Regions from separate parts of the Mus musculus genome. Here region 1 is linked to region 2. The links are chromatin contacts, called in public HiChIP or PLAC-seq maps. All regions are on one chromosome and are shown on one strand. Each heading gives the region's core, a stretch centred on a gene start, on an enhancer-like site or on the middle of the called end of the contact. The rest is flanking DNA. Distances are from core to core; before and after follow the strand shown. Region 1 overlaps Mettl9 (methyltransferase like 9). Region 2 overlaps Eef2k (eukaryotic elongation factor-2 kinase).

Region 1 (5,413 bases), core at 735-3,234, 180 kb before region 2:
TCAGAAAGAATTTCTGCAAGGGTGACTCACATGATTTCTGAAGAAAGAATTAATGGCACAGAACAGAAATTCAATACATCCAATTTTAGGAACAAACATCAACCTAAATTGTATAAACTCAACTCCCAATACAAAATAACAAATGTTTGCTGAAGCAAATATAAGCCAAGCTCATTCAAACAAGAATGAAAATTAAGTAAGAAATCCTGAGGGATGACTTATAGTGCCTGAAAACATGTTTAAGGAACAGATGATAGACTGGGGATCCAGACATTTAGCAAAAACTTGGTTCAAACCTCAAGGGGAAAGAAAACAAAAGCAGAGCACAGGAGGCCTGTTAAACATCATGACTGGTTGCCAAAACTTGGCCTTACATATGTTTAAAAATTCAACTAAGAAGTGATAAATAATATTTATAGGTTAATATGTATAAAGTATTTTCTGTAGGTATTTGAAGGAACCACTCTCAGGGCAGAGAATTCTACACTAAAGTTAAAAACTTCCTAGTGAACCTAAATATGATGTTAAAAACAAATGCTGGACCTTCAAAACAAGTCGTTGCCTATTGTTGGGCTAAATAATCAGATCCCTGCCAGTGGGGTGCGCACCTAAGGCACAGGCCTCCCCTTCAGCAGAAGAACCCCACTAGAAGGACGGCTCTCAAGTTCCACACTTCACAGCCTGCTGCCAGGAGTTTGTTTGCCTGCTGCACTGGTGGCTGTGGTGGCTGAGGTGGGTGCACATCTTTACTCTCAGTGCTCTGGAGGTGGATCTCTGTGAGTCTGAGCCAGCTACACAGAGGAGCCCTATCTTGAAAAAAAACAAAAACAAAACAAAACCCCAAAACAAACAAAGAAACCCCTCAGCTCAGCTGGGTGGAGTGGCATACTCCTTCAGTCTAGCACTTGAGTAACAGAGGCAGGTGGATCTCTTGGAGTATGAGACCAGCCTGGTGAGACCCTGTCTAAAAGACAAAACAACAAAAAAAACAAGAATCTCAGAACCGACCAAATCATAACCTACCTTTTAACACCTTCTCCGGGTAGTTCCACCTACTTCAGAGCAGGCAATGCACTAAATGCACTAAATGACCACAGATAGAGAGATTAACTAAGTTACCTGCAAAGTTATAATGAATTTTAAAAGTCTAAGTACACAGAGCTCCAATAGTGGGCCTTCTGTCAAGGATTTTGACAGGTACAAATACTGAAGGAGAGGTAGTCTCTAGAACAAGGCACCATTCACCTTTCCTTTTTTAAACCTAAGAATTAAAAAAAAAAAAGTGTGTGTGTTGGGGGGAGGGGAGAGTAGGGATTCTCATATTCACTTACCCGTTAATAGATGTTCTAGACATAAACAGGCTAAAAACAGATGATACAAAAGAATGATAGAGTTGGATAAATAGCCAGCCAGATTTCTCAATGCTGTTGTTTAAGAAGATCTGTGTTCCTTGGTCAAGATAACTCTGAACAAAGACAGACTGAAGTGATTCGCATAATTTCTCTCTGTTGCACACATACCACTATGAAAGAAAAAAAAAAGATTAAACATAGTTGATGCAATTCCTAAGAAATGTAACAACAAAAAAACAGAAGTCAAATATAATCTAAGATCTTCAAATATAATCTCACCACCCTGAGGCCGATCATCATCTTTTCTGCCCATGTGACTCACAAGTACAAAATCCTTCCTCAGGCATGACTTCCCACTCCCCACTCTTCCTCCAGCCCTCTAGGGGTCATGCAGCACAACTAGACCATCAGCCCAGGTCTTAGAAGCCCAACCCAAGGGAGGCTGGAGAGATGGCTCAGCGGTTAAGAGCACTGACTGCTCTTCCAGAGGTTCTGAGTTCAATTCCCAGCAAGCACATGGTGGCTCACAACCATCTGACACCCTCTTCTGGTGTGTCTGAAGACAGCTACAGTGTGCTTACATATAATAATAAATAAATCTTGGGGGAAAAAAAAAGAAGAAGCAGCCTTACCCAAGGCTTCACTCACAACGCAGTCAAGTCACAAGATCTTCCCTGGCTGAGATTCACTTAGCATTACCAAGCTAACAGCTAGCATCATTGTGTTTAAATGAAACTCCACATAAACCAATGACACACCTCAAATCCACCAACCAAATCAGCAGCAGAATGAGCAAGAATTAATTGGTACTCTGGAAACTACACCAGGTTGCCTGCCTTCTTCAGAGATAAAGAGATGCTTTAGCAGCATGCTCACCAGCAACCCTCAAGAGACTGCAGGATGAGCTCACGCAGTCAAGAAGACCAAGTGAAGGCAACGAACGAAACGAACGAAAGAGTTCTAGGAATAGGCTCTAGCAAGAACATATTTTAAAAATAAAATTCCACAACTACCGATAAAAGTTAACCTAATCAATGCATGGCTCAGTAGTTAAGAGCACTGGCTGACCTTCAGAGGACCCAGGTTAGTTTCTGAGCACCCACACAGCAGTTCACAGACATCTGTAACTCCAGCTTTAGGAAATCCAATGCCCTCCCTCTTCTGTCCTCCATGGGTCCTTCATGTACATGGTCATGTATATACACGCAAGCAAAACACTCATACACATAAAATAAATTTATTTCATTTATTTATTTAGCTCACCTCCCAAAACATACATTTCCCATTAATGTAGCAGAAAAGTGGGAAAGTAAGTTTATGACAGCTTCAGTGTCAGACCCATAAGCAAGTCCTAGCTCTGTAACTCCTATGTGAGTTCAGACAAGTGTGAGCTCAGACTATCATTCCTTAGCAGGCAAGTATGATACTACCAGTATCCACCTAGGTAGAGTAGAGGATTAAACAAAATAATGCAGGCAAGTCCTCAGCACAGGACAGAGCACACTGTGAGAGACCTGTGCAGGTTAGTAGTAGTGATCCCCTTAACACAGTCAGATAACAAGACCATTAAATACACTGGACTCACTCAATGCATTGTTAGGAAAATACTAATTTTTCCAAATAAGAAGTTTATTAGTCAAAAGTGACTTGTTTAACCCTGACAAATCTGTCCATTTACCAGCAGTAAGTGTTCCATAACTTCCTGCACAATTAATGGAGCAATTCTGCAGTCATCCTATGCTTACTCAATGGCCAGTGCAATCAGTCTTCCTGACACAAGAAACCAACTGTAAGCCAGCAAAAACACGCAGAAGGTCACATTAAATGTCAACGGTTCATCCTTTATAGACTCTATATATCCCAAACTGAGTAAGTCAAACCTTTCTTGTTCTTGCCTACTCTGTACTAACCTGCTGTTTGACCACCATTATCAAAACTGCCTCGACTTGACCCGGAACTCCTTGTTGCCTCTACCCTATAGTGACAAGCTATAAGATGGCTTAAGCTCATAGCCTACACTTCTCTCCTTGGTCTGGAAATGTTCTTGCTTAATCATTTACTAATCCTTAAAACTTACTGAGCCTGAAGCTATGCCCCAGTACAGCTCATAAACAATTTTTATTATACTCGTGACCTTGTGCACATTCTGATTTACACACACACACAGTACTCTGAAATGACTAATCAAGTTGAAACCCAGTACACTGCTAACAGGAAATCAAGAGCATTCTATTAATGTGGGCAAGAGGTCATCTATCTGAAAACCAGGAGCTAAGAATTTCTTGGCATCCATTTGTAAACGGACAACAAGAATAGCAATGGATTCAGACTTCCAGAGGAAAAGCAACAGTGGCATCATTAACTGCTGTGATTTATTATTTTCAAGCACCAAGGGAAAAAAATCCTCAAATTTTAATAGCACATTTTTCTATTCATAAATACTAACACAGTGGTTGAACCTTTCCTACCACAGAAGCTTTCTGGGGTATCTGAATAAAAATGGCCTCCATAGGTTCTTCTATTTGAATGCTTAGTAACCAGGGAGCAGCACTATGTTAAAGGATTAGAAGGATTGGCTGTGGCCTTGCAGGAATGGAGAAGTGTGTCACTGGGGGTGGGCTTTGAGGTTTCAAAAGTCCATGTCAAGCCATCCCTCTCTCAACCTGCAGATCAGGACATAACTCTCAGCTACTGATCATGTGCCTCCCTGCCATGATAATAATGGACTAACCTCTGAAACTGTAAGCAAGCCCTCAATTAAATATTTTCTTTTATAGTAGTTGCCTTGGCCATGGTATCTCTTCACAACAGTGACAGAAGTTGATTAGGAAATGGAATTTGCTGCAGAATAAAAAGGAGTAAAAGGTTTCCATGTCCCTCCTGACCAGTTATGTGATACAAGCCTCAAGTCTACAACAGCATTTATCATCACTAACAAAAGGCAGAAACTAAACTGTCAATCAAACCGATGAGCAAAAGAGGTGTGGTGAATGCATACAAGAGAACAGTATTCAATCATAAAAAGAATGAAGTGCAGGCTCATGTTCCAGAGGGTGAGCCTTAACCACATACTAAAGCAAAACAAGCCAGACACAAGATCACACACTGTACAATTATTCTGCTTAGAATAAACATCTATGATATGGAAATCCAGAGACAAAAAACAGATTTTGTGGCCCAGGCCTTGGGCAAAGAGACAGTAGGGACTGGCTACTACTAGACTATTATAGGCTCCTTTTTGAGGTAATAATAATAATTTTTTTAAAAAACTCAAAATCAGGTATTAGTGATGCACAACTCTGAAAATATTAGAATCTATCAAATTATACATTTTAATTTTTATGAGGACTATGGAGATATCTCAGTTGGTAAAGTGTTTGCCTTGCAAACATGAGGACCTTAATTCAATGTCCAGAACCATGTAAATGAAGAAGCCAGGCATGTGGTGTTAAATTTATAATCCAGTGCTGGAAAGGTAGAGAAAGATAAAGTCCTAGGGCTTCCTGGCCAGCCAGCCTTGTCATACCTATCTGGCAAGTTCCAGGCCAGTGACGAAGAGAACACAGAGAACAAAGTAGACAGCTCCTGAGGAATGACAGCTAAGGCTATTTTTTGCCACCCACACTCACAAACATGCACACACATACAGCTACACTGTTTTCATAGCAAACACACCTACATGTGGTGGGGAGTTTGATCCTATAGAAATTAAGCACTCTGAAAACACAAGTGACCTATCAAACCTGGGTGTAAATTTTAATAACATAATAACTGTCAAAGTGTTCACCATGGTTTCTAAGGCCTTACCTCACAGCATGTGCTACCCTGACACTGGCCCTTACTCTCTTCTAAAGGCTCCTTTCCCATGGCTATTTCACATGCCGTTTGTTCTGACCACTGTTCTCCCCTCCTGGTTAGTCCAGTCCCGATAAAGCATTTCCTCAGTTTCTCTGAACTTCCAGAGTAGCTTAGAGTTCCCAGTACTAAGCCCCCCTCATATAACCCATGTATCTCCTTAGCAACATGTATGCCAGCTGAATAGTGACTAAACAATTACATAT
Region 2 (5,712 bases), core at 276-2,775:
AAGATGAGTCAGTGGGTAAGGCCGTTTGTCATCAACCTTGATAACTGAGTGTGATCTTAGGATCTTCCTTCTACCAACTCCTGCAAGTTGTCCTCTGACTTCTACAAGCATAGCACAGCACATACATTAAATAATAAATAGTTGTAATACTTTTTCAGTCTAGAAAGGTAAGCTCCTAGTGACAGAAAGTAAATTGGTCCTGAGGGCTAGGGGCTGGCTAGACCAGAGATGCAGCTGATGCCTGAGAGGAACAGCTTTCAACAGAGTTAGGTACGGAGATGGACGTGTGATTTTTTTGAATATACTGAAAGCCACTGGATTGTACATTTAAATGGCTAAGTTGAACAGCATGCGGCTTATATTTTCACAAAGTTTTCAGAAAAAAAAAAAGAGAGAGAATAAGAAGGGAGGGGTACCCTTGACAATAAATAGCTGTGCACACTGCAGCAAAGCCTTTCAGCACTCTCTTTGATAAATATGAGTCCCCACAGCAGGGTTGCCATCTCCTTAAACTCCTCCTGTGGCCAGACCCCAGCTCCCCAGCTCCCCTTCCTATGCCAGCAGGACTCTTTTTCAAGTGGCCAGCAGGCTTTCATCTTGTAGGAGACCAAAGCTTTTCTGGTCTCTTTATTATTTTAAGATACAAGAGACTGAACCCAGGCCTCCGGCTTACTAGGAAAACACTCCAGCCATCCAGCCACAGACCAATCCCTTAAGCTTGGTTTTCTGACTGCTTTCCAGAAGCAGGAAACCCAGGCTTACTTTCTATGGTCATGGTCTGAGGCCTGAGGCTGCCAGGGTGGAGTCTCCCAGGCTTTAGGCAGGGACACATCTCTGCCCAGTGAGTCAGCACACTCTGGCTCACCCAGCTCATTCTGGAGTGACTGTATCTTTCCCCCCAAGCTGCTAGAACCACCCTCAGTGCGTTAACAGCATGGATACAATTGAGGATGAGAAGGTGTAGCCAGCAGGTGTGCCCACTCGTGCAGCGGAGCAGTTTGCTGGTGCAATCAGCCATCCCCACACAATTTTTAAAGTTAAGATTCTGCCCAAGGTGCCAGGCATGGTAGCATATGCCTTTAATCCCAGCACTCGGAGAGGCAGAGGCAGGTGGATTTCTGAGTTCGAGGCCAGCCTGGTCTACAAAGTGAGTTCCAGGACAGCCAGGGATATACAGAGAAACCCTGTCTCGAAAAACCAAAAAACAAAACAAGATTCTGCCCAAGCCATTCTATTGCTAGTAAGTACATTCTCTGCACAGGCAAAGCCATATGAACAAGAAAACACTGTCCTCCAGGGAAATGAAATTCAGCTATTAAAGACAATAAGCAAATAAATGAAGCTCTGGGCTGGATCACAGACACTGAAAAAAAAAAAGATACAATTAAAAATGAGTCACAAGATATAGAGAGATACAAATTGCAGTTATTAACAGCAGGACTCGAAAGGGGGATCTCTAGGGAGGGACTACAGTCCCGCCACCTCCCAGGCATGTGACTTCATTTCCATTTACCATCTGGCAAACGGCCAGCTGTCTGGGCTATAGGGATCACCGTGTACATTGTACTGAGTAAGGCACGTACTGCAGAGCCTGTCCAGACCACAGGCAAGTTACGGAAGTTAGAGTTCATGTCAGCTCCCAAGGGGATATGGGAGGATGGCCTCCAGGGTGGAAACCTGTTTATAATTCTCCATGGGAACAAAGAGAAGAAAATCAGGGTGAGATACGCCCTCACAGACCTGGGCTGAGGGGGGAGGCACACTTTCACTTTTGTTTAAATGATACAGTTTAGGTTGTTTTACTTTGTATATACATTATGCATAGATTATCTAGATCATAACATTTATTTTTTAAGTTTGTATATATAAGGGCTACAGAGACAGCTTAGCAGTTAAGAGCACTGGCTGCTCTTGCAATAGACTGAGGTTTGATTCCCAGTATATACATGTCGGCTCAAAACTCCAGTTCTTTGGAATCCCACACCCACTTCTAGCCTCCAAGGACAACAGTGATGCACACACACATGCACGTAACACACACATGCAGGTAACACACCCATACAGGTGAAATAAAAAAAATTCTAAAAGTTTACATGTGTGAATTTGCAATACATAAAATACATTTGCTTACATTTATATATATACAAAGACTTTGTGACTATATTTGCATATATTTAAAGTGTGTGTGTGTTATTTTTGCAGTAAGGAGGAACAAAGTCACTGACATTTTTCTCAAAGGGCTGGGCTTGCTGTTTAATGGTAGTACACTGGCCTAGAATGTAACCGTCTCTGAGTTTCAATCCCTAGCACTTTGAGAAAAAAAGTCCTTTCAAAAGGACTGAATTGGTGTTGGCGAGACAGCTAAATGGGTGAGGTCACACTTGTGACACAAACACGGCAACCCCACTGGATTCCTGGATCTTGAAGGTGGAAGAAGAGGACCCACTGCAGAAAGTTGTCCTCTGATCTCCACACAAGTGCCAGGGCACAAACACATATGCATATATACACAGTAATTGAATAAATATGTAAATGTAAAGTAATAAAATAAATATAATGTGTAATGGGGGAGGGGAGAAGAAAATGTAGAAGGGGGCCCAGTGTGGTGGCACACACTTATAGTCCGAGCACTAGGGAGGGATTCTGTACAAGAGCTCCAGGCCAGTCAGGGAGAGTTTGGAGGCCACCCTGAACTACAAGAGACCCTCTCTTACATTGCCGAAGGGTCGTGCCTTTACTCCCAGCATTTAGAGGCAGAGGCACAGTCAGTTTCTGAGTTCAAGGCCAGTCTGGTCTACATAGCAAGTTCTAGGACTGTCTGGGACACACAGAGATACCCTGTCTAGACACACACACATACACACACACACACACACACACACACACACACACACACACACCCCTCCACAAAAAAAGCCCAAACCAGTGTGGGGAGGTTGGGGAATAAATAGATTTGGGAGGATAGCAGGAGGAACAGAAGTAAATTAAATCAAAATTCTTGAAATACATAAGATTCTCAAAGAATAGATGCTTCGTATTAAAAACTGTCTGAACTAAAACCAACCAAACCAGAAAATGCAGAACTCTGTCCAAGGCGTAGAAAAGAAAAGTCACCCATATGATCCTGCCCTAAAGCAATCTTTCGCAGTGAAACTCTTCCTTAATCAATCAATCTCGAACTCCTGCCCCTCCCCCTCTAAACACTTACATAACTAAATCCTGGGGCTAGGGCCGAGTCTCTCACAGATAAACCTCCTCTGAGGGAAAGCTGGTATCTCCTGAGAGGCCTTCTGAGGGATTCTGCCCCATCCCTTGGGAACAGGGGCACTGACAGAATCTGACATTTCACATTGCACACTCAGTACCTGCTAGGGCCTATTTCTTGAAGGAAGGCCAGATGGCCATTTTGGTTCAACAGCTCAGGTTACCATGCCAATAGTAAATAAATTAAAGAAAAAAAAACACCATATTAAGTGCCAAGGGAAATGAGGTTGGAAACTAAGCTATAGTCTTTCCCTGAACCTGCTCTGGTGGCAACATTCCGTGAGCAACGAAGATTTAATCCACCCTGTGCCTGGTTCAAACTTTTACCAAGCGCTTCTTATCTACAAGTTAAAGGAATGGTGGAGCCATCAAATAGCCCCATCCTGCAGTAAGGAGCTGGCTCATGGAGTAACGCTGAGCACGACAGATGCTTGAGGAGTCTGCCGAGAGCCCAAGGGAACACAGAGGGGGCTCTGCAGAGCTTAAGACTGGAGGTTTCACTGACCGAGGGCCTCAGTTAGAAGTTTTAGGCCTCCCTAATGCTTCGACCCTTTAGTAAAATTCCTCATGCTGTGGTGACCCCCAACCATAAAATTATTTTCGTTGCTCCTTCATAACTGTAATGTTGCTACTGTTAGGATTCGTAAATATCCGACATGCAGGATATCTGATATAGCATTCCCCCCACCCCACCCCACCCCCGCAAGGGGTTTTGACCCACAGGTTGAGAACAGGGGTTTTAGGCAGGGACATGCAAAGGGAAGCCTATTCTAGGAGCTTTTGCGGTATGTGGTGGGGTAAACTGAATCCAGATGTTGCTCCCAGATTCTGAACTCAACCTTGAAGAACTGAGGAGTTCCAAGGAGAAGTTATTTGGGGATCTGTTTCTGAGGGGAGGAGATGTGACCTGGTGATACTGCACACGTTTTTCTTAAACTTTATGGGAGCTGGGGACACAACTCAGTGGTCGAGTGCTTCCTAAGCCAAGCGAGAGGTTCTGTCCTGGAGAGAGAGGAGACCATTTAAAGAGATATACTCCCTCGTCATGTTATCAAAACAATGAACTCCAAAGAATTAAAATTTCCCCAGGAATCCCATGCTGGGAAAAGGGGAAGGCTAAAATCTCAGGTGCCAGCCAGAGCAGAGGTGTCCCTCCCAGGAAGAGATTTCACAGGGCTCTGACAACAGACCAGCTTGCAGACACACGAGAGCCAAGACACATTGGGTCAGTGACCTTTGACTTCTGACCTTCTATTTAAACCTAAACCTCATGTGCCAGAGCCCCAGAGACAGACTTAGGGGTCATTGGATCTCTTATTTGTTCCCCTGCACAGGGTGGCTGCACCGAATAACCCCCTGTCTTTCATTGCTGAATTAAAGAAGGGTGGTAACTTAGCCTAACTTGTTGAGCTTAGGGGGTGGGGGAGTGTTAGGGATGAAAACCAGGTTTATGCCTGGCTAGGAAGGCATCCGTCCTCTGAGCCACATCCCTAGGACCTGAAATATTCATAGATACTGTTTTTTAAGACAGTTACATAATAATGCCACTCACTTTAATGTCACTCTCTGTTAGAGCCATGATGTGTCACTTAAAGAGGCCCCTCTGCCTGGGCTTTGGTGCTGTTTGCACACTGAGCCCTTCTAGCTGTCTCTGGAGATGGAAGCTGAGACAAGGGAGACTTGAGGTGGAGTGCTGAGCCACTGGGAGTGTAGCAAAGCTGCCTTGGGATGGGACGCAAGATAAAGTGGAACCTGCCCGCCCTTCAGGGGCCCCACAAACCCAGAGGAGCCTGAGTTATTTCTGGAGCTATGTGCTGAAGAGCTGGGTTAACCTAGAACTCTAGCCCTGAGAAGGAAAAACAAAAACCAAACAACAACAAACTACCCAATATCTGTAAGAACTAAAATTACAAATTTTCTAAAAAGACAAACAAATTCTGAAAACAACAACAACACAAATTCTGAAGTCACAGGATGGTTTTCAATGCACATCTCAATGTAGTAACAGTATCTTGCTTCTAATGGTATTCCCTGTGTACAATGACCAAATTAAACAAGGATAGCAGCACTATGTTTTATTTTTTTTATTTATTATTATACAGATTTTGAGGCAAGATAGAAACTATGGGCTGTGGGAAGGGAAAGGAGCGCTCACCCAAGGAGCCGTTAAAATAAAACTTCTAGTCAGCTGAGAGCCAGGAACCTCCCCCAATAACGAACATTTCCTGTACAAGCTGCCTAGACAGAGTTAATTTCCCTTTCATAGACAGAGATCTTATACTAACAACGTCCCAGGCTTAGACCTGAATGCACAGGATCTTGGGTAGAGAGCTTCTATTCCTCCCCCCCACCCCCAACCATCTCCCTGAAGATCTCCAACAAAACTGCTTACAATGAAGATAGAGGTCTTGCCTTCTATACCCCTGTGATGGACTTTTACAGAATCAA

Evidence for each region. HiChIP or PLAC-seq counts read pairs in DNA pulled down with a chosen protein or histone mark.
Region 1: a contact with region 2 is called in an H3K4me3 HiChIP or PLAC-seq map of bone marrow-derived macrophages, with 5 times the contacts expected there. The contact joins two enhancer-like sites. A contact is called at or near these places in 4 of 39 promoter capture datasets (the C10 cell line, the HPC-7 cell line, embryonic stem cells and 1 more), 1 of 115 datasets of contacts at active chromatin or transcription factors (bone marrow-derived macrophages) and 2 of 9 other capture datasets (adipose tissue and liver).

What each region holds. Positions count from the first base shown.
Region 1 is chr7:121,043,947-121,049,359 of GRCm38.p6, reverse strand. Mettl9 (methyltransferase like 9) reads right to left here. Exons shown (of 5, transcript NM_021554.2): 2 at 1,332-1,522. Among named protein-coding and RNA genes, the nearest start is that of Gm27991, 6.2 kb to the right of the region's middle. Within about 2 kb of position 1,984, at least 27 of the 459 cell types and tissues checked have an H3K27ac peak or open chromatin away from gene starts, as enhancers often do. A contact at or near this core is called in bone marrow-derived macrophages, where this site is marked.
Region 2 is chr7:120,861,159-120,866,870 of GRCm38.p6, reverse strand. The region is part of intron 2 of Eef2k (eukaryotic elongation factor-2 kinase); the gene reads right to left. All of the region lies in intron 2 of Gm15774 (a long non-coding RNA gene), which reads left to right. Among named protein-coding and RNA genes, the nearest start is that of Gm15774, 16 kb to the left of the region's middle. Within about 2 kb of position 1,525, at least 232 of the 459 cell types and tissues checked have an H3K27ac peak or open chromatin away from gene starts, as enhancers often do. A contact at or near this core is called in bone marrow-derived macrophages, where this site is marked.